Linked DNA regions of Mus musculus: all the other regions are linked to region 4. A link is a contact called in public Hi-C and HiChIP or PLAC-seq data. All regions are on one chromosome and are shown on one strand. The core of a region is the stretch at or near the end of the contact, and the rest is flanking DNA. Distances in the headings are between cores, read along the strand shown. Region 1 holds the start of Thada (thyroid adenoma associated). Region 2 holds the start of Kcng3 (potassium voltage-gated channel, subfamily G, member 3). Region 3 overlaps Thada (thyroid adenoma associated). Region 4 holds the start of 8430430B14Rik (RIKEN cDNA 8430430B14 gene). Region 5 overlaps Thada (thyroid adenoma associated). Region 6 overlaps Thada (thyroid adenoma associated). Region 7 overlaps Thada (thyroid adenoma associated).

What was found. A called contact is a pair of places that touch in the nucleus more often than the background predicts. HiChIP or PLAC-seq counts read pairs in DNA pulled down with a chosen protein or histone mark.
Region 1: a FOXA1 HiChIP or PLAC-seq map of pancreatic cancer cells shows a contact between it and region 4. The contact joins the promoter of Thada here to the promoter of 8430430B14Rik in region 4. A contact is called at or near these places in 10 of 39 promoter capture datasets (the C10 cell line, HPC-7-derived erythroid cells, the SN4741 cell line and 5 more), 1 of 484 Hi-C or Micro-C datasets (bone marrow-derived macrophages), 12 of 115 datasets of contacts at active chromatin or transcription factors (the 230-238 cell line, acute myeloid leukemia, bone marrow-derived macrophages and 6 more) and 3 of 9 other capture datasets (adipose tissue, embryonic stem cells and liver).
Region 2: an H3K27ac HiChIP or PLAC-seq map of embryonic stem cells shows a contact between it and region 4, with 2.4 times the contacts expected there. The contact joins the promoter of Kcng3 here to the promoter of 8430430B14Rik in region 4. A contact is called at or near these places in 1 of 484 Hi-C or Micro-C datasets (embryonic stem cells) and 1 of 115 datasets of contacts at active chromatin or transcription factors (embryonic stem cells).
Region 3: a Hi-C map of bone marrow-derived macrophages shows a contact between it and region 4, with 5 times the contacts expected there. The contact joins the enhancer-like site here to the promoter of 8430430B14Rik in region 4. A contact is called at or near these places in 2 of 39 promoter capture datasets (embryonic stem cells and liver), 2 of 15 datasets of contacts at CTCF or cohesin (large pre-B cells and pro-B cells), 24 of 484 Hi-C or Micro-C datasets (B cells, ECoMG-derived neutrophils, the HL-1 cell line and 17 more), 16 of 115 datasets of contacts at active chromatin or transcription factors (the 230-238 cell line, DN3 thymocytes, the HPC-7 cell line and 9 more) and 3 of 9 other capture datasets (adipose tissue, embryonic stem cells and liver).
Region 5: a contact with region 4 is called in a Hi-C map of bone marrow-derived macrophages, with 22 read pairs. The contact joins the enhancer-like site here to the promoter of 8430430B14Rik in region 4. A contact is called at or near these places in 9 of 39 promoter capture datasets (the C10 cell line, the SN4741 cell line, cranial neural crest and 4 more), 4 of 484 Hi-C or Micro-C datasets (bone marrow-derived macrophages, embryonic stem cells and group 2 innate lymphoid cells) and 9 of 115 datasets of contacts at active chromatin or transcription factors (the HPC-7 cell line, the NIH/3T3 cell line, acute myeloid leukemia and 5 more).
Region 6: an H3K27ac HiChIP or PLAC-seq map of embryonic stem cells shows a contact between it and region 4, with 8 read pairs. The contact joins the enhancer-like site here to the promoter of 8430430B14Rik in region 4. A contact is called at or near these places in 2 of 484 Hi-C or Micro-C datasets (bone marrow-derived macrophages and embryonic stem cells), 10 of 115 datasets of contacts at active chromatin or transcription factors (T-cell acute lymphoblastic leukemia, embryonic stem cells, extraembryonic endoderm stem cells and 3 more) and 3 of 9 other capture datasets (adipose tissue, embryonic stem cells and liver).
Region 7: an H3K27ac HiChIP or PLAC-seq map of regulatory T cells shows a contact between it and region 4, with 3 times the contacts expected there. The contact joins the enhancer-like site here to the promoter of 8430430B14Rik in region 4. A contact is called at or near these places in 6 of 484 Hi-C or Micro-C datasets (the C2C12 cell line, CD4 T cells, bone marrow-derived macrophages and 2 more), 9 of 115 datasets of contacts at active chromatin or transcription factors (CD8 T cells, T-cell acute lymphoblastic leukemia, double positive thymocytes and 5 more) and 3 of 9 other capture datasets (adipose tissue, embryonic stem cells and liver).

The regions. Positions count from the first base shown.
Region 1 is chr17:84,464,664-84,467,550 of GRCm38.p6, forward strand. It overlaps Thada (thyroid adenoma associated), which reads right to left and starts at 1,545. Exons shown (of 38, transcript NM_183021.3): 1 at 1,431-1,545.
Region 2 is chr17:83,630,443-83,633,249 of GRCm38.p6, forward strand. Kcng3 (potassium voltage-gated channel, subfamily G, member 3) reads right to left here and starts at 1,453. Exons shown (of 2, transcript NM_153512.1): 1 at 521-1,453. The coding sequence starts at 1,176.
Region 3 is chr17:84,379,268-84,381,967 of GRCm38.p6, forward strand. The region is part of intron 26 of Thada (thyroid adenoma associated); the gene reads right to left. Among named protein-coding and RNA genes, the nearest start is that of Gm24722, 11 kb to the right of the region's middle. Within about 2 kb of position 1,279, at least 9 of the 459 cell types and tissues checked have an H3K27ac peak or open chromatin away from gene starts, as enhancers often do. A contact at or near this core is called in bone marrow-derived macrophages, where this site is marked.
Region 4 is chr17:83,997,078-83,999,905 of GRCm38.p6, forward strand. 8430430B14Rik (RIKEN cDNA 8430430B14 gene) reads left to right here and starts at 1,475. Exons shown (of 2, transcript NR_130994.1): 1 at 1,475-1,628.
Region 5 is chr17:84,407,674-84,410,485 of GRCm38.p6, forward strand. All of the region lies in intron 22 of Thada (thyroid adenoma associated), which reads right to left. Among named protein-coding and RNA genes, the nearest start is that of Gm24722, 18 kb to the left of the region's middle. Within about 2 kb of position 1,263, at least 46 of the 459 cell types and tissues checked have an H3K27ac peak or open chromatin away from gene starts, as enhancers often do. A contact at or near this core is called in the SN4741 cell line, bone marrow-derived macrophages, group 2 innate lymphoid cells and 1 more, where this site is marked.
Region 6 is chr17:84,353,819-84,356,624 of GRCm38.p6, forward strand. All of the region lies in intron 26 of Thada (thyroid adenoma associated), which reads right to left. Among named protein-coding and RNA genes, the nearest start is that of Gm24722, 36 kb to the right of the region's middle. Within about 2 kb of position 1,268, at least 29 of the 459 cell types and tissues checked have an H3K27ac peak or open chromatin away from gene starts, as enhancers often do. A contact at or near this core is called in embryonic stem cells, extraembryonic endoderm stem cells and microglia, where this site is marked.
Region 7 is chr17:84,331,632-84,334,611 of GRCm38.p6, forward strand. It overlaps Thada (thyroid adenoma associated), which reads right to left. Exons shown (of 38, transcript NM_183021.3): 28 at 2,395-2,526. Among named protein-coding and RNA genes, the nearest start is that of Gm24492, 45 kb to the left of the region's middle. Within about 2 kb of position 1,465, at least 93 of the 459 cell types and tissues checked have an H3K27ac peak or open chromatin away from gene starts, as enhancers often do. A contact at or near this core is called in the C2C12 cell line, CD8 T cells, bone marrow-derived macrophages and 5 more, where this site is marked.

The DNA of each region.
Region 1 (2,887 bases), core at 295-2,794, 470 kb after region 4:
ACTAGTGAGTGACAATTTCTGAGCTGAGGAGATCTGGTTTGCCAAACAAAATCTGTGGGCTTTTTGTTTAAGGTTTTTTTACTACCTTGAAAATGGGGGGTTTCATTATGTTGTCCTTAAATGAGGTGCTGCTTTGAAGGAGAGATTTCTTTTGTCCCATTTAATAATTAGACATTCTACGAAAGCTTTGAGGATACAGATTCCAGCTTAAGTCAAAGGCAGACCTCCGTGGCCACTGAGGAATGGTCTACCTGCAGACCCTCCCAGGCAGAAAACGACTCAGCATGCGTCACTTAAACTCCTGACATAGCTTCCTTGTTGTCCCTACTTGTCTCTGAAGAATCAAAGCAATCTAACCATGCACTTGCTTATAAACTTCCCAAAGGTTTTCCCTTGCACTAAATAAAATGCATTAGTTACATCCAAATTTGGGTGTATGGCCTGAAAACAATCTGGCCCCAGCTTCCTCTGCCATTCATTTCAGATTTCTTTCACAGCATGTATTACTACCTAAGATTACACTAACTGGCACACCTGTCTATTGCCTGTTTTTCCTAGCACTAAGCTCCATAAAGGTTGCAATGAACTGAATAGTTGTGTTCAGTGTTCCCGTTCTTAACTCCTTAGTCGTTCATGCATGTAGTAAATGCTTTATTAAAATTTCATGAACTAAATCAAGGAATTCTTAATTAACAATTGCTAGAGATATTATAGGAGGGACATATATACTTTTAGAAGGAAGGTGGGCTACCTGGTACCTAAAAGGACATGCTACAGCTAAGTGGCATACCGCTCCAGAAACTGAAGCATTTATAGTCCATTTGGACGGCAAGTCACTACAGCAACGGCAAATGAGCAGTCAAGCAAAAAAGTTAATGAACACAGCCAGACAGAGAGACAACAAGGAAAGGCCTTGAAGTTCTGGGTTAAGTTTAGGGAAATAATTTCCCAAACGAGCAGCCAGCGTGCAAAGTACTGAGAAAGTACTGAGGAAGGAAACTGAGGGGACACTTGTGATTTGAAATGGCAAGTTTGCAGCAGTATTTGATCCCGGAGTCCTAGGGACTACACAGAGATAGACTCGGTGATTCTGCGCGTTCTAAGGGTAAACGTGTGTCCGGGTGAACTGGGCCGGCCCAGAGCCGAAAATCCCGGTTCAGCCTGATGGGCATCTGCCCATAGGTGCCACTTGCTGCTTCCCGCCCATCTACATCTACACCTTCCCGACCGCCTCCCACGTGGAGTCCAAAGACTGACAGAAGGACGGATGAAAACGTGGTTCAAGGGCTGTCTGTCTCCATGGAGACCTCAGCGCCCGGAAGCCACGGCTGGCACCCTCGGGGTGGCCTGCAAGCTGCCCCGGCCGCGCTGTGGCGAAGTCGGTCCCCCGCGCCCGCGTGCCTGGCAGGCAGCGCGCCCGCGAGCCAAACCTCGTGCCCGAGGACGTCTGCAAAGCGTCGCCACCTCTGGACGAGACCCGGAAGCCCGTCAAGTCTACCGCGTCCCTGCGGCTTGTAACGTGGTGCGCGATCCAAAAACCGGTCCCCGGCGAAGGGAGGCAGGGCTGGAAGCTGGCACGGAAATATCGCGAGAGCGGCCGAGTGCCGCTCCTCCAATCAGAAGTGAGGGTGGGTTGTGACGTCATCAAAGAGGGCGTTTGCGAGGGGATTTAGAGAGCCCGCGACTAAACAGTTCTTGATAAGCGAGCCTATGATGGTGACTGCTGGGAATTGCATGCCCCTCACCTCCTTCTGGCTGGCAGAGCAGCAGCCTCCACACCTCTAGGTGTCAGGCCGACATTTCTGTTCCAACCCAGACTTTCTACATTCACTGTGCCCAGCGCAGAGACAGGCAAAATCTACACTCGGGGACGGTTGTGCCAGGGACGGGAACTGAAGCCAAGAGCAACGACTTGAACTCCACTGTCCGAGCCTTAAACGCTGCCTTAAAGGCTGCATCTTTTACACAACTCACAGACTATCTTGCAGTCCAGTCCTTTAAAACTGAGTAAAAATTAGAGACCTATATCACCTTAGTAAGGAGCTGGGACAAGGGACAAGATCACAGAACGGACAAGATGCTGAAAAGGCCGGGATGCTGGCCTGGGCTCTGAGATACATAGTTGGGAAAAACAATGAAAATTAGGTTCATCAGGTGGATGGCTTTTCTATCAAACTTTGTATTTCTTTGTGGTTTTGCCACGTGTATTGTGAGACCCTGACTTAAAGCGTTTCTCCTTGAAAGGTAAAGCCCCTAAAACATTTCCCCAAGCTTGTTTTCCCTGACCTATAAAAATACAGCTAGAAAGAAGCTCTTTGTTCTCTATAGCCAGCAAAAAGCCTTTTTGTTTCTATACTTTACAACCAGAGATGCGATAATTGTAAAAGACCCAGCCAGCACTTGCCTGGCTTCCTGTGCCAAGGACTCAGGGTTAGGGTTAGGGGAAGATAAAAATTCAGAAAGAACTCACTCCCCACTCCTTCTGCCTTGTAAATTTCACCAAGGACACTCCGCCCAACTCTTCCCAACTCCTCAGCTAGCTATTAAAAGCCCCCTACTGTCACTGGGGTCATCGGGGTCGGGTCAAACTCCCCTGACCTGCATGGCGGAAGGAGTTTGTCCTCAGCTAGCTGATAATAAAACCTCTTGCAGTTTGCATCAGTGTGATTTTCTCTCCCGTCTTTGGGGTGCTGGCCAACTTATCCTGGGACTTGAGCGGAGGCCAAGCTTCAGGGGTCTTACAGTATCACTAAACAATAGCTTGGTTGATTTTGTGTCTGTTATCCACCGATTCACATCTTTTGGCATTGCTTTCAGGTCACTCACCTAAAACTGAGTGGTGACAATTCTTTGACTCACTGTTAATATGCCGTTCTCTACTGTGCTG
Region 2 (2,807 bases), core at 203-2,702, 370 kb before region 4:
ATTCAGAGTCTATCACTAAATTAGCCTCCTTTATAATACGGATTCCATCCCAGCACACATTACGCCGGGAGCAGGGTGTGCAGAATGTGTGGGCACTGAAGCAGACCACATTTCACCGAAATGAGACTTCATCTTTTCAAACACCACCAGTACTGGCACATATTTCAAAGAGCTCTTAGCTCAAACTGAATCATCGTGCAAATTATTGCGTGTTAGCAATAAAAGTTTGGAAAATCTAATTAGCAGGTTGCTATTTGGTCAGAACTAAAACACAAAGCCTGGAGGTTTTACTCTAAAAGGTGAGACCCAAGCACAACCACAGGCTGCGCCTGTGAAAAGGGGGCGGGGTTGGGGACCCATAGATTCCTCACACCCCTCGGCTGGAGCGCCAGGGACCTCCTGGGGCAGGAAAAAAGCCTAGCTGAGCTGCCAGGCAGACAGGACGGAGACCGGACGGACGGACGGCACGGATAGACGGGACTGGACGGACTGGACGGGCAAAAAAAGCAGTGCGTCCTACCCGGAGGGTTCCCTCCCAGGGCTGGCGGAGTACCTGCTCCGGTCATCCAGACTGCGGTTGTCAGCAACCGCCGCACGCCAGTCGGGCAGCGTGCTGGCGCACAGCACCACCATGGACACGATCACGAACACCACGGACACGCTGGCCAGGATCTGCGCGGCCAGCGACGACGTGGGCTCCTCGAAGGTCCGCCGCATGCGCTCCAGCCAGCGCCGGGAGGGGGCCGCCTCGGGTCCGGCGGGACGAGGCTGCTCGCGGCCCAGCTCGTCTGCCGCGTGAAAGGTGTGGGTGTCGGACATGCGGTCGTCTAGGCGGCGCTGGCAGCAGTACTCCAGGTGCGCACCCTCCAGGCCCCAGTAGATCATCTCGTTGTAGAAGGAGAGCTCGCACATCCGCGGCGCGAAGCGCAGCTTCCCGTGGCCGCGCACGTACAGCAGGATGAAGCCGAAGGCCTCCGAGTGTCGGTCGAAGAAGTACTCGTTGCGCTCCCGGTCGTAGTCGTCGCACACTTCGAGCACGTCGCGCTCCGAGCGGCAGCCGTGCAGCCGGCTCACGCGGCGCAGCGGGAAGTCCTTGAGCAGCTCCCGGGACAGCGAGTACCGGGCGCCGCCCACGTTCAGCACCACCGAGGCCGCCCCGCCGCGCCCGAAGGTCATGGCTGGCCGCCCCGGGGGCCTGCCCGCCGCGCGCACGGGGAGGCCGCGCCGTCGGGGCCCGAGCTCCCCCGGGGCTCGCGCCCCGCACCGCCCGCGTCCCCCGCGGTGTCAGTGCCGCCGCCCCTCGCTCCCGGGTTCGCCCTCCCGAATCCGGGTGGCTGGCCGCAGCTCCAGGTGGCGCCGGTCTCCCAGAGGGCGAACGTTAGCCGAGGCACCGTGGGCAGGTCTGCCCGGTCCCCGGCGCACGCAGCCCCGCCGCCGTCCAGAGGCGAAAGGCAAAGTGAGCCGGCTCCGGCGGCGAGGAGCGGGCTCCGGGAGGCGGGGGCGGGGCCTCCCTCGCCGTCCTCCTCCTCGCCCGCCGGCTCCGCGCGCTCCGCTCCCTCCGCGCGCACCTCCTTGCCCGCCCGCGCCCGCACCTCCCGGCTCGCTCCGGCTGGGATTCCCCGGCGCCCCGCCCCGGACCTCGGGCTCCCCGCCTCGTGACGCCGTGCGCCCCCGCCCGCAGTGGCCGGGAGGGGTGCGCAGGGCGTGATGCGAGCTGCGGGGAGCCCCGGGGCCATCCGGATGATGGACACACCTCCCCCAGGCTCCTTTAAAGAGTCCCCCGAAGGGAGGAGACAGGAGGGAAGGAGGGGTGCTGAGGTGAGGACCAAGGTGCGAGGTTTGAAGTAGGGAGCAGACGGCGTCTGGATGAGCCTTTGCCAGAGACTGTTGGAAACCCTGGTCGGCTTCTAAGGCCGCCCCAAAGGATTTCTCAAAGCAGGCAACCCAGTCGCGGCTTTGCCTGCAGACTTTGCGCTTCCTCTCCGCGCGTGGGGCACCCCACGTGCCGTGCGCTCCGAAGGCGGCCGCGCACCAAGCTCTCCCCACCCCCTGCTCCCTGAGGGATGCCATGGGCCAACGGACTCGCCCTAGTCCCCCATCTTTCCCAGCCTTGGGGTCCTAAGAAGGCGCCTACACCGCTCTCACGATGCCTCCGGTGGAGTCGGGTAGCAGTCTGGAGAGAATTTTCTTTCACTGGCAAGACCAGAATGTCTTATTGCCTCGATCTTGCATTCTCCTTTTCATGCTATCTCGATGTCCACTCCTTCCCTCCCCGTAGCACCCCCGTGCGACTGCGGCACCGGCCTTCAAATGCAGAGGCAGGGTTAAGGCTTGGTGGAGTGGGGTTCGACTTGGCAGGCATTATTTTAAACAGCAGTTTACACATCCGACACCGGCAACCCAGCCCGTCAAAGGCAAGAAACAGGTGAGTTATATATAAGGGAGACGGCGTTAGATGCAAAACAAACCCTGGAAATAAAAATGAATAGGGAGGGTGGAGGGGTGAGATGGGCTCCTGTGACCATGGAGTACCTGGGGAAGGGTTTTGCTTTCCCCCTCCACTTTCCTAATTTTGTAGGACTGCCCCGTGCCCGCTAGAGGTCACCATAAGGAGTCATTTGCTCTGCTTCTCGGATAGATGTTAGTGAAAACAGCCGCCTGCAAATTTGAGTTCTCTTTCTGACAAAGTCACCCTGGGTGGTTCTTAGAGAATGAAAATCTCCATAAGCTGTTTATCCCTAGACTTGGATCATTTTTTTTTAAGCACTTAATGTGATTAAAAGCTCAAAAACAAGAGTTATTTATCT
Region 3 (2,700 bases), core at 29-2,528, 380 kb after region 4:
TAAAGCAGGCAATGGCCTGAAGCAGTACTTAAGAACGAAGATTACGTGGTCCGTGCAAGAGTCAATATTTAAGAACACAATGACTACATCCCTCTTCAATTTCATGAATGTATTACTTTTCAAGAATTTTTTTTTAAGTTAAAAATTTTATTTGTGGTTTTCTTCCTACAATTCTTGAACCTGAGAATTGAACAGTAACTTAAGATATGGATCTCTACCCTGGCTCAAAGGGTCAGCATAGACTTCACTCTAGTTGTAAGAGCGACTCAACAACAGCAACACGGGCCATGAGCCTTAGTTCTCAGTCTTTACAGGCAGTCACTTTTCTTCTCTGGCTAAAAAACAGAAACTTAATGCTCTATAAACGTCTGTGGACAATGAATGGATGATGCCTCTAAACCACATCAAAACATGGGACTCTTGATTTTTAATCACCGTTTAAAAGCCTATGATAAGTGAAGTATCTTCTTGGAAGAATAAAATTCATATTCTACAAAAGAATCACTGAATACAGTTTTGTATTATTGTTACTACTAGAAAAACCTGCAATTTAAAAAATGTTCTAGTCAAACTAATGTGAGCTAAAAATAATCATTGACTTTTACTGCTAGTGCTACTCATGATCTTGAGCAAATCTTTCCTGTAACTCAATTTTCACATCTACAAAGTGTGAAAAGCACTATTATGTCTTAGGGTCTTAGGATAAAACCAAGTAATGATGGCTGTTACAATCAAGACTGGCTTTAATTAAAGACATGAATGAAAAACACAAGCATGGACTATAAAAAATATTTAGTTAAGTCTAAAAGAAATCACATTACAGGAAAGAAGTTTTATAAGCCCCCAAATTCTCATCCCATAGCACCCAGCTATTATCAAACATAAAAGTTTTATAGAGTTAACTGTAAAAACGGCAAATGTCTAACAGCAGCACTGGCACCTTGGTGGGGTAAGTCAAACTGAATCCAAGACTTCTACCTTCCTGGTTCTGCAGCATGATACTGGAATCCTTGATACTGAAGCCCGTTCTTCCATTACCTCCATAGGCATGAAGTAAAGGGGGCCTGGGAAGGCCGGGCCCGTACAACACAGGATGGGAAACGGGTAGGCATCAAGGGAACCTCTCCTGCCCTTCAACAGAGACTCGAACACAGCAGATAATCTTCATCAACCCTTCAGTTTCCCCAAGGACATGGAATGTGTGTGTGTGTACACGTGTGCGCGTGCGCATGATGGGGAGGGGCAGGATCAACTCTGTAATCACTCTTTCCTTCTGCTTTCATTGTGGGTTCAAGAAACTGAATTTACATATTCAGGCTTATGCGACTCATGCCTTTACTGGCTATGACAACTTCCCTTTTCTCCTCCATCTTCTCAAATTATTTTAGACAAAATGTTGTAACCAAGGCTAGCTTCTAACTTAAAAAAAAAAAAATTAGGGCTGGGGGAAATGGCTCAGTGGTTAAAAGCACCAATTGCTCTTCCAGAGGTCCTGAGTTCAATTCCCAGCAACCACATGGTGGCTCGCAACCATCTGTAATGGGGTCTGATGTCCCCTTCTGGTGTGTCTGAAGAGAACAATGGTGGTGTACTCATATTCATAAAATAAGTAAACAAATGTTTTAAAAATATTTTAGATTTTTATTATTTTATGTGTATTAGAGTTTTGCCTTCATGTGTGTCTGTGCACCACAGTTGCTGGTCTTTGAGGTGGTAAGCCTCCATGTGGGTGCTGAGACTCGAACCTGGGTCCTTGCAACAACAAATACTCTTGACACTGAGCCAACTCTACAGCCCTAGCTTCTAATTCTTAAGAATGAACTTGAGTTTCCAGCCTTCCAGTCTTCGCCTCTCAAGTGCTGGGACTTTATGCACTCATCACCACCTGGGGTTTCAGTGGTACTAGAGCCTGAACCCAGGGCTCTGCGGACGCCACGCAGACCTTCAATTGAGCTCCATCTTTAGCACAGCATGGAATACTTCTGATCCCTGTCTGTATTCTAGTACCTGGTCCAGAGTAAGGACACAACAAATGCACATTTAGTGAAGAAAATGAGAATTCTTTTGGGAAAATTCTGGTTTCAGTTTGGCCAAATAAGTACTTGCTGCAAGCTACTAAACAGTTCAAATCAAACAACCTATTGTGAATTCTAATAATTACATTTTCAAAAGCACAAAAACCCACATACTCCACAGCTCTCAATTTGAGTTTTGAGAATCCAGTTCTTCCTTCAACAATGGAGTAGGTAACCACAGAAACTTGTGGAATCTGTTTTCCTAGAAAACATGAAAAACAAGAGAAAAGTAGTTCTGTCTGGCAACTGCTTCACAATCTTCCAGGAAGCAGAGTGCGGGGCAGCGTAAGACACTCCTTAGAAGATGCTGGCACATCTGTGCCATCAAGATAGAAAAAGAAGTAACTAAAATGGTTCTGTCCTTTCCACACCAGAAAGTAAAGTCATGCAGTGTCTTTCCACAGTCACTGAGATCCATGTAGTTGGGTCTAATAATGTTTTTACAGACACATTTCCTTCTTACACTGTACAAAATCTTTCTACGCGTTTCTCTTTAAGAAGACAAAATAAAGAAGGTGCATAGCAGTAAATCAAATTTTATTTTCCTTTTTAGATTGGATTTCTCGCATGTACCCAGATCTACTCATCCACTGTGCCTTTTAAAGAAAATTTCCCTTCAAATATT
Region 4 (2,828 bases), core at 225-2,724:
TTTGATCAGAACACTACATTTTTGGGTTCTCACCTTTGGCTATGGATTTACTCATGTGCTCATTTGTTCACTCCTGCCCAATTCTTAGGCTGTAGATATGGAGGCTGACTCTTTTCAGGAAGCTCCATTTAATGCGGGAAGCTCCCAGTACGGCAATCTACGAAGCCTAAGGGGGGGGGGGGGTGGCAATCCATGCATATGGGAGCTAACCCCACTGGAGAGTGTGGAGTAAGCCCCACCAAGTAGAGTTCCACACCATGAAAGAGTGTTGCAAATGAAGTTGGACAGGTCAGAAGAGATGTGTGAGCCAGGCAAGGGGCGTTAGAAATCAGTAAGGTCGCGCAGGAATTTAGTGAGGCATGAAGGAATCAGTCTTGTGAGATAGTAGGGTATCAGGGAAGGTGGTCCTGGAGGGGAACCTGGGTCCCCAGCTATTGCCTAGAGCAGAAACATGCCAAGAGGCCTTTAGGAGGAGGCACAAAGGTGTCAGCCCAACTCCTCAGCGGAAGATGTAGCGGAGCCCACCCTGCCCATCTCAGAGCGGCCCGGCTCCAGCGGCAGGCTGAGCCCTGCTTGCTTCTGGGAAAGAATTCTGGCCCTGAAGCCCCCGTCCCAATATTAGCTCTTACAAGAAGCCTTGAAGGAGGTTGAGGACACTGGGCTGTGGACACTGGAGGTCCAGTTGAAGACAAGAGACTCCCTTAGGGTGGCCGGAATGAGTGGAGCCGTAGAAGGCAAAGAGGAGGGAGGCGCCTCATGGTTTGCAGTTAAGCCTGCTGAGAGTCTTCTAGGCTCAGTCCATGCACTACAGTCCCAAACTGAGCATCTGTTCCCTGAGGAGCCTCCACGCCAAGTTCTCCAGTCCAATCTGCAAGGGGCACATTAGCCTCCCCAACAGCAGGTGGCGCCCTCCTGTTGAGATTAGATTTAGGAGCTGAGTTTTCTGCCCAGAAAACCTGTTGGGCAAGGGAGAGAGGAGCTGGCCTCCGGGGAGCTGGCCCCTGGGCGCTCACCTTATCCACCCACTGTAGCCCACTTACTAGTCTCGCCCTCGCTCTCCCTGCCTTTCACTTGGGTCTCGGTGCCCTTGTTCTTCATCGCTAAGGTCCTCAGGGCAAGTCTGGACTTAATGAACTTCACAAGCTAAGGCAACTCCAGGACCAGGATAGTGGGGGATGCAGTTGGCAGTGGAATGCCCCCACGGGGTCTTCTGAGCTCCCCTCACCTCCCAATGGCATTCCCCCTCAGGCCCTCAGAAGGTACTCCTTATGCCTAGCTGGGGTGTTTGCCTACGGCGAGGTGGCTCTGTCAATGAAGGACATCATAGACACCAGCATCTCTGTGCAGGGTGAACTGTGCCCACTGGTATGCCCATTGTCTCCTAATCTCCAGTCTTTAGTCCTAGAGGAAAAGCGAGGGGTGTGGAGGAGTCCCACGGGCCCCTCCAGCTCTCCTGGCACTCTGTTCACTCCCTACTTGTTCTGTCCTTGGAACTGAAGTCCCCCGACTTGCCAGGCAGAGCTGGCCTAGGCCATGCACCTGTGGTGCGCTGAAGGCTGGGCAGCAAGACATGGAAGCAGAGGGTGCCCAGTGCAGGAAGACCCTGGAAAGAGATGAGCACCATTAAGGTAAGATGTAGCAGACGGGACCCAGGCAGGAGGAGACCAGGATGACAAGGTAGGAAACTGACAGAGGTTCCTGAAGGAGGAAGAAGAGGAGGAAGGGAGGGAGGAAGAATTTTTAAGAACATTTCGAGGTGAGGCGGAAAACATAGAAGTTTGTGGGGCTAAGTGGTGGTGGGGCAGCCAGGGGGATTCTATGGCCCAGCACAAAGAAGACAACCGGTTTTGTAAGGAAGGGAGGAAGTGTTGGAACGTTAGAAGGGAGTGGCCGAGAGCTGTTATTGGAGGCAGGCACCTGTCTCTCCTCAACCCTGTGACAGACAGGTACGGAAACACCCTGAGCACCGCAGACCCTCATGCTACCAGCCTCACCCCGTGCAGCTCATAAAAGTGAAGCCGGAGCTCAAGAGCTTAACCCATCTCCCACCCACGTTCCCCCACCTCCAGAGCACCCTCCACCCTGGCGAGATAGCAGCCACCCACCCCACCTCTCTGCTGGAGTTGACAGGGTAATCAGTAACTGTTCACCAAGATGGTGTCTCAGCCAGACAGGGGGGCCTTTGTCTGATCCCAGCCCTGCTGGGAGCCCTCGCCTGGTCCTGAGTTTGCTCAGTATTAATCATTGACCAGCACCCAGGGTTACAGCCCCTCTGGAAGCTCTCAGGACTGGGGCCTTGGGTGTCCCACAGCTTCAGGCAAGGCGAGGCTGGAGTAGGGAAGGGACAAAGAGAAGGAGAGGGGAGGGCGCAGGCCCTGGGTGGGGCTCAAGGATATTCTACTACTACCTGTGCTTGCCCAGCCCGGCTTTCAGGAGAGGTCCCTTTCAGAAGGGACTGAAAATTCCCCCACTGGGCGCCTCGTCCTCTGGAGGAGTCAAAGAGGCAAATGCAATGTATGGATGAATGTTGCCCTCGAGGTGATGTGGAGCTCTCTGGAGACCCACATAGGTGTAGACCCCTCCTCTCGCCCCTAATGGAGACCAAGGAGTTAACTCACTATGTGCCAGAGGGACGAGGATGATGGTGAAGCTTGGCCAGGAGCAAGGAGGAAGGCATAAAGAGATACACATACCAAGAGCAGAGGTAGAGAGGGACACCTTCTATAGGAGCACACACTCCTGAACATGATCTCCGTTGACTAGCCTAATAGCTTATGCGCTAGGGGGCTGTTCTACGCCACGTTCACAAATTAGAAAAAGGAGACACA
Region 5 (2,812 bases), core at 13-2,512, 410 kb after region 4:
GCTCTGGAATCCACAGCATTGGTAAAGCAGAGAAGGGGAGATCCTTGCAAGGGGCTGGCCGGCCACCCAGCATGGCCTACCTACCTGGTGAGCACCAGGTCAGGAACAAGGTGAGGGTTTCAAAAGAATGACACCTTGTAGTTTCTACAAGCACCTGTATGCAGGTGGAACCACATGAACACATACACACACTCAAATAAAGCTCTTCTGTACCATTCAAGTAAGGCTCACACTTTACCATTATTGTTCCCCTCTCCTAACAGCCTCCTGTCACAATTCCTTACATCCAGTAAGATCAACAAGGGTCTCCTCAGCTGCAGCCTAGATAAATACTCGCCCTCCCCTCATTTGGATTTTAGTTCGGGTTTTATCAGCTACTTGTGTGGCTATGAACAGAGGGTTTAAAAAAGAAAATCATTACAAAGATGCTTTGAAAAATCAAGACACATGGTGTGGTGGGCAAGCTCTTTTCATCTCAGCACTCAGGAAGCAGAGGCACGAGGATCTCTGAGTTCAAGGCCACGCCTAGTCTACACAGCTCCACTAGTCAGAGCTACATAGAAATCCTGTCTCAAAGAGATATTCTTTTGCTTCTTTAGTGACTGCTACAAATAGGGGAGGTATCACCCTAAACATACAAAGTTCCTAAAGGCCCTGGTGAGAACTGCCCCTAACATCTTACCATAACCTCACATAAGCCTTCACGCACAGGCTACAAACATTCTCTAGGTTCCCAGTCACTCCAGCCTAGGACATCGGATTTTCAGTGATCCCAAGAGCTTGTTCAGCACAACATCTAGCATACTTCAGAAGAGGTTCTAAAATCTTTGTTGAATGACTAAATTCAAATAAACCAAACAAGCAGGGTAGGTGGCAGCTGCTGCACATTAGTTGTGTCTTCTGGTGGGCACAAAACTGCAAAGGCAGGTGTAGAAGGAGAGGCTACAACCTTAAGACTTCACAACATGAGGTCGCAATAGCTAGAAAATGAAAACACCCTCAAGTTCTTGCTCTTCAATGGATCTTCTGTCATTCCCCAGCAAGGAAAGATTGCTTTATAAGGATGTGATTTCAAAACACCAGGGTTACTGTTGTGATAAGGAAGAAACTGCCAGGTAAAATGAAGCCAGGAAAGACACCCAAGAACAATGCAGCAAATTCTAGTTGTTTGTTTTGGTTCCTCATCACACAATCCAGGGGTCAGTAAGGAGAAGAGGAAATATCCTGAGTGAAGAGATGGCTTCTGCCCACACTATGTCATCACCAACCACAGACCAGGGGAATTCCAATGTCCTGCTTCTGTCAGCAAATGCCTCCCAATTAAAGAGTAGACAGCATCTTTGTCTGAAGACTCTGTTGCTTTGACAACCTTTGTCAAACTCATACAAAACACACCGTATGTCCTTAGTCTCAAGAATACCATACAATTTCAAGTTCCTTACTAAGAAGTGTTCAAGTCTCATCAAAAATGAATTTAGTAGTTAAATATTATTAATTTACACATAACACCTATAAAATCAGTTTACCAATTCTAAAGGAAACTTACAAAAATGCCCCCAATTCCAAGGCTGTGGAGATGGCTGATCAGGTAAAATCATTTACCACATGAGACCCTAGGACCCATGTAACAGAGAGAGTTAATCAGCTCCCTCCCACAAGCTACCCTCTGCTCGGCACACACACATGACAGCGTGTACATAACCACACAAATACATCACCCACAAAAATAACAAGAATTAAAAAAAATAAAAAGAAATATGTCTAATTTCCTAAACTCTTTCACACCTAAAACCCCCTAGACTTTCACAACAAATCAGAAGGCAGCATTATATGTAGTGAGTGAAATTCCGCTTACTGAAAAGAGTATATATCTCACACAGGTTAGATATTGTACTGCTGTTAGCAAGGTAGTGGTGGAACTCACTTAAATTTCTACCTTTTTTTTTCTTCTGTCTATTACTTCAAACCAAGGTGGCAAAAAAACCAAGCCACAGTAACTTTCTTCATAACAATCCAGCAGGGGCCAGAAGAAAGGTTTGTATGATTGTTCTCCTCTTCAAGTGGCACGGTCTCAGCCCATAGTAAACAGAGAGCTGGGGTTAACCTCAATGGTATAGCTCTTTCTTATAATGCCAATGCTTGAGATTCAATATTCAGAACAGAAAATAATAATAATTTTCAACATGTTAAAATTAGAAAAGCAGTAGAAATGCACAAGGCTGGTGTCCAGGCCTCTGTGTTATCATGAGCAGAACACTAAAGCAATTTATTGTTCCACAAATAGATTAGTCCACCATCTATCCATCTATCTCACTCTTAGTAGACAAGTACCTTAAGATAAGAAAACCCCCACAACACAAGATCAAGTTACATACATCATACATCCCACTAATTGGTCATTAGACTCTTTTGTACCCATAAATTAGATTCTCTGGGTATAAAGCAGCTTTTCAGCTGCTTCTTCCATCCACCATGGCTCCATCCACCTACATCCACCATGGCTAGCTCCTTGTTGAGTTTGGATTTTATTATATTACTTGTTAGTTGTTGTTAATTGAGGTATTCAATTTCCTGAAACCCTTTTGGTAATGTCCAATTATTTCTTAAGTAAAATTCTTTATTCATTCTTTTTTCAGGTATTATGTTTATTATTTAAAGGTTCATGTTTTTTCTTTCAAATAAACTAAACAATGAAAGATGTGGACAGAAGACATATGCATTACAAAAAATGTTTAAAAGGGAACATAACTCTGAAGTATGGAGAAACTTTAAATCAGAAGAGGGATTTGCACACATGCAAGCTGGTAAAAAG
Region 6 (2,806 bases), core at 18-2,517, 360 kb after region 4:
AACATATTACTACAGAGAGAAAAACAAATAAGGAAAAAAATTCTAGAGCCAAAAAAGAGAGTAAAGTGGAAATTTCACTGACAGGAAAAGGAGAATACTGCTCACAGTGCACACAGGACAACTGACAGACTGTGTCAGAGGAACAGAAACAAGATTTGAAAAACACTGGCTGAGCCTATGGGGCCCATGGGGCAGCACCAAGGAGACCACCATTAACACCATCAGCTTCTAACGAAAAGGGAGAAAGGGGCAAGGATAGGGACCAAGGGAAACTTATGCAAAATCCTTAAGTCTGAATAGAAGTGAATATCAGCATAGAAGAAGCTCAGCAGACTCTAGGGACGGAGAAGCAGCAAGCTACACCCTACGCATGCTCTCATCAACATGAAGAGAGCAGACGCCGTGAAAGGGAAGCAGGCCTTCACCCCACAGGAGCCTGAGGCAGAGCCAACAGACTTCTCAGCAGATATTCTGGAAGTCAGAGTGGTAGCTGAAACAAAACCATCAACCAAGAACCCTGATGTGTAGAACTATGACTTAAAAGACGCCCTCTTCTGGTGTATCTGAAGACAGTTACAGTGTACTCATATACTTAAATAAGTAAGTAATTCTTTAAAAAAAGGAAAAAAAAAATAAGGAGACCTTGAGGTGATGACACTTTCCAGGACTTGCACCACACATGGGGACAAAGAAGAACCCTGACTTCACAACCAGAGTACATTTCAAGATACTGTCACCAAAAAAGGGAGGGAAAAATCAGAATATTCTAAGAACAAAACAAACAAAACAAAACAAAAGCAAGCTTCTTATCCTGACAACCCATTGTGCAGGGATTGATGAAAGGTGCCCTCACTTGCTTCTGAGCAGCACAGTAGAGCTGGTACTGGTTGTGGGGATTGCAGGTGAGCTGGCCCAAGGCTGTGAGCATTGGGAGGGCTGGCACTGACACCTGTCTTCCATGCAGTAGTATGGGTGAGGGCGAGAAGCCCTCCTTACCAACCCCCTCATCCCTTGCCACCTACGGCAGGTGGGAGAGCTGCCAGCCCCACATCTACAACAGCATGAGGAAGAGAAGGCCCTCATTGCACCTTACCTCGGTAGCACAATAGAGCTGGCTCTGCTGGTTTGGGAATGGGTGAAATGGCCAGAGGGCATGAGAGTGGTAGACCTGGCTCTGTGTCCTTTGCAGACTGAGGCACTGGGTGAGCTAGCCAGGGCAATGCTGAAGTGTGGAGAGCATTTTGGGGTGCCACCTGGCAGGAATCTGACTTTGGCCAATGACAAGGAAATGGGCTTCAGGCAGTCATCTGACATTGGCCAAGGACAAGGAAGTAAGAATCTAAGTTTAAGGTAGAACAAAGAAGTAGGCTCAGATATTTTGATCATCCTTTGAAACAGCTATCAGCGGAGTGATCATGGGGCTTTGTGTTTATCGTCTTGCCTGTTCCTTGACTATTGTCTTGCTTGATTCCTCATTGTACTACTCATTGTAATACTTGCATGTAATTAAAATGGTATAAAAAGTGGATTGGGAAAGTCTCAGAATGGACTAAGGCGTTGCTATAATGTCCTCTGTCTTTTTTCTTTTTAATCCTCATTCCCAAGCTGGAGAACCGGTAGCCCGACTGAGCTGGCAGGGCCAGGTCCAGGGTGGAGGGCAGGTGCAAGAGGACAGGAAGGTGAGTGGGATTGGGATGCAGGATGTGGCAATCACAAAGAGCCAGTAAAAAGTTAAATATATAAAAACAGATGACAGAAGCAGTTGGAGAATGGGGAAAGAAGAAATGAAAAGGCATCAAAAAAGACCTAAGTCACATCAAGAAATGCATGCCAGGCAGAAAGCTGCATTGGCAGCTAAGAAAGCGAGCACTATTGAACTTTATGACCTCACTTTTCTTAAAAAAATAACCAAAAACTTTGTTTTTGCATTTTAGTTTTCTTCACTTTGGAATGAGATTTGTAACAAGTACAAAATTTTGGTTCCTTTCATAATCTTTTAAAATTTATACCTTTTTTTGAGATTGTAACTCACTGTCAGACTAGCTTCACACTCACTGAGATCCTCCTGCCTCTGCCTCTCAAGTGCTGGGATGTACCTCAGCTGGTTCACTTCCCGCACTGACTAAGCTTGGGTGGAAGTGCTATTTTCCAGCACTTGGGAAGTAGAGCCAGGAGGGTCAGAGATTCCAATCCTCCTGGGCGACACGGTGACCTTGTCTCTTTTTAAAAAAGCAGTGTTAGGGGCTGAAATTGTTTGGATTATAAAAGAGAAATCATAAAAAGCCTACAGACAACCAAGGAATGCTGAGAGTAAAAGAAAGAGGCTTCTATCAATCACTCAGCTGTGCACTAACAAATGGTAGAGATGGTAAAACCTGTTGTGTGCATGCTATCATGGCAGCACGAATTACCACACTAAAACAAAGCACAGCTGTTCTGCTGAAAGGAGGGGTGTGAAGGCGGTCCTCAGCCTGGCCTCCTTTTGCTCCTAAGAGAAGGCCTTGCAACTTGTTTCCCCCCAAACTTCTAACTTTCACACACATTAGATCAGAATGAGGCCAGGAGCATGCGTTTGCTCTTAATCAGGCTCGGTGCTTCATTTCCCCCAGGACACTTGAAAAAAAGTCTGGGGATTCAAAGACCAAGATTTATTTACAAACAAAGCAAGGAAACAAACAAACAAACACACTGGGTAAATGCTACTCTACTTCGATGTTGTCCATACCTAGTGGGATGTGATGTCTGCGGAGTTAGTTCCCAACTACTAAGTGAAAGGGAACTCCGAGTATTCAGTATACAGTATGAG
Region 7 (2,980 bases), core at 215-2,714, 330 kb after region 4:
GGCTGGATAGCAAAGAACTGCCCATACAGACCAGAAAAACCAAATCAGCTACCTCTAAGATTCAGGCTGGCAAAAACAAAAACAAACAAACAAACAAAACAGTATCAGAGAAATAAGCTAAAGTCCTTAAAAATCTTAGATTTATTGATTTTATGTGTATTTTGCCTGCAAATATATGTGCGCATCATGGCCGTACTTGGTGTCTGTGGAGCGTAGAAGAGGTTGCTGGATTCCCTGGAACTGAAATTACAGGCAGTTGTGAGCCATCATCTGAATAGCGGAAACGGAGCCTTTGTCTGCTGCAAGAACAAGTGTTCTGAACTGCTAAAGCATCTTCCCAGCCTCCTGGGTAGACTCTTACATACCAGGGCTGAGGATGCAACTCAATGCTAGAGCTTGCCAAGCACGAGCAAGGCCCTGGGTTTGATCCCCAACACTGTGAAACAGACAACACAAACTAAACCAACCAAACTAACCCAGATGATGTTCTCAGTTCCTGGTATACATCCTTGCACAGCTTGGGGCCTGGAACCCTAACTAGGTAATGAGGAAAGGACATACCAGACACACAGAATATATGGGATCAGGCGGTCTAGACTCTCTATTGGGGAAGCTGCAGTGCACTGGAAGCTCAGTATGTTTATATATAACTGGACAGGGAGGTAAGGGTGTTGCACACAGCCAGCTGAAGAAGGAAGCAGGGTTACCATATACAACTGAAAAAGGAGACAGGATTAGCTAATCTTAGTAGGAGCAGTCTCTTTGTAGGGGAGCAATCTTTAGGCCATGAACTTGGGCTCCCAACGCGGGTGGTGCGGAGTAGCTGTGAACATTTCCTGCAGTCACCATCACCATCCCCACATGGTTGAGAGGAAGGTGCTGCCATTCTCTGAATCTTATCCAGGGAAATTTCACCCATGGGGCCAGGCACCAGCTTCACTGACATGGTCATGCCTATGTCAACAACACACACTTACTAAGGACTTCAATGCTCTCTACAACCTGGTTTCAGAGTAGTATTTAAATCTTCTATACTACTGTAATCTTTGACTATCTCTCAGGACCATGCACATACTCAGATTATATATAAGTAGGTCCATTTGGAAGAGTATTTTCAATGTAGCAACTTCCTGTCTCTAGGAACAACCAACAACAGATGGTGTGGTAAAAGCCTCTGCAGAATGAATGGTCTCGACATAGCCGATGGTGCACAGCACATCTTGATTTCTAATGGCGCTGATACTGTTTGTACCTTTTCCCTTTTATCAACTTTCTGAAACACTGCTTAGCTGCATCCTCCCCTCAAATACACACAAATGTTCATGAAAGAGAACACTTTTAAGGCTCTTGAAAGTAAAATTTACCACCAAATTTCTAAAATGAATCACCCAATACTGGAGGAGGCAGACGGTAACTTTGTATCGGAAACCAAGCCAGTCCCAGTGAGTCACCTCTGTGATCACAGATAGCACAACCACAGCCCAGGCTTGGTGGCAAACAAATGGCCACAGCATCACATGTCAGAACCTCGTGTTTCATGGTTTCTCACATGGAAATGCGTAAGTCAACTATGTGAGCCCAGGAAGCAGAACACAAGATGCTGCACAAATAATAAACACACTCAAGCTTTGTGTTCTTGTGCTTCCCCAAGTCCATCTCAAATTTCAATAGATCCATGAAAGGCACATGCTAGTCAAGAACTCCGAAGAGTAAGAGCTGATAATAATATTATAGCTTCTAAAGTGAGTCATAGGAAAACACAAATGCTTTTTGAGGATCACACGTTAAGGTGCACAGTCAAAAACTAAAAAGTGACAGCCATTTCAGAAGAGGTACTGGGGCCTTTGGTGATGTATCCTGTAGTTGGTGTGCACCCACATGCATTATGCTTTTGCATCTCTTTTAGGCACCCCAAGTTTGAAACAGAAGATTAAGTGGGACAATGGGCTAAGTGGCATTGCCACAGGCACACCAGGTCCTGGTTGCTCTGACTTCCACAGAGTAAAGAGCCAGGTGCCTTAATATTCTTTTAAACCACAGGGCAGGGAATACATGCTAGGATCAAGCCCGCCCAGCATACCTGTGTTGGCTGGCCCAATACTGTTCAATACAAACCATAGGCAGTGTTTTCAAAAGGGATACTTCCGATCAACATCACACACCCACTAGCCGGTCTCCAAGGAAAACACTATCAACACAGCCATAGGCGCCCACACCCAGGGGCTAAGCACAGGTAACTGCTCAGAAAGCACTGGAGAACAGTCAGGAGCAATAGCAGAAAGCTTCACTCTCTTGCTTTCACAAAATGGCTCCCTAAGACAATATATTGATTATAATTCTCCAAATAAGAACAAGATAGAACATTCTCTCAAGTTCCCTGCAATATGACACTACCTGATAATGAAAGGAACAAAAGGGGCCAAGCTGAGCGCAGATGATGTGCCGTCCATCGGCGATGGGTACAGTCTCTCCAACACCAGGAGTAAGAGGAACATGCCAGGGTGGCGATCAGGCTCTCCCAGTTCACTGAAGGAAAGTGATTACACATAAAAGATTTCAGACTGAAGAAGGCAGGCACTGCTTTCAAACACATTTTGTCACTTTTTTTTTAAGATTTATTTATTTTATTTATATCAATACACTGTAGCTGTCCCATTACAGATGGTCGTGAGCCACCATGTGGTTGCTGGGAATTGAACTCAGGACCTCTGGAAGAACAGCCAGTGCTCTTAGCTGCTGAGTCATTTCTCCAGCCCCACATTTTGTCACGTTTTCCTGTTTCACTTTAACGTGCACAAGGAGAAGCCTCTGGCAAAGCAAGGGTCCTGCACGCAACCCTCTTCTAAAGCCAGTGACTCTCTGGAGTCACACTTTCTGTACTGTGCTGTCCAGAGCTTTCAGGAAATGGGAAGCTCTCCCTGTCTGATGGCTTTGAGGAAACATGACTAGGCCATTACTCACTAGAACCAGAAAACCCTCC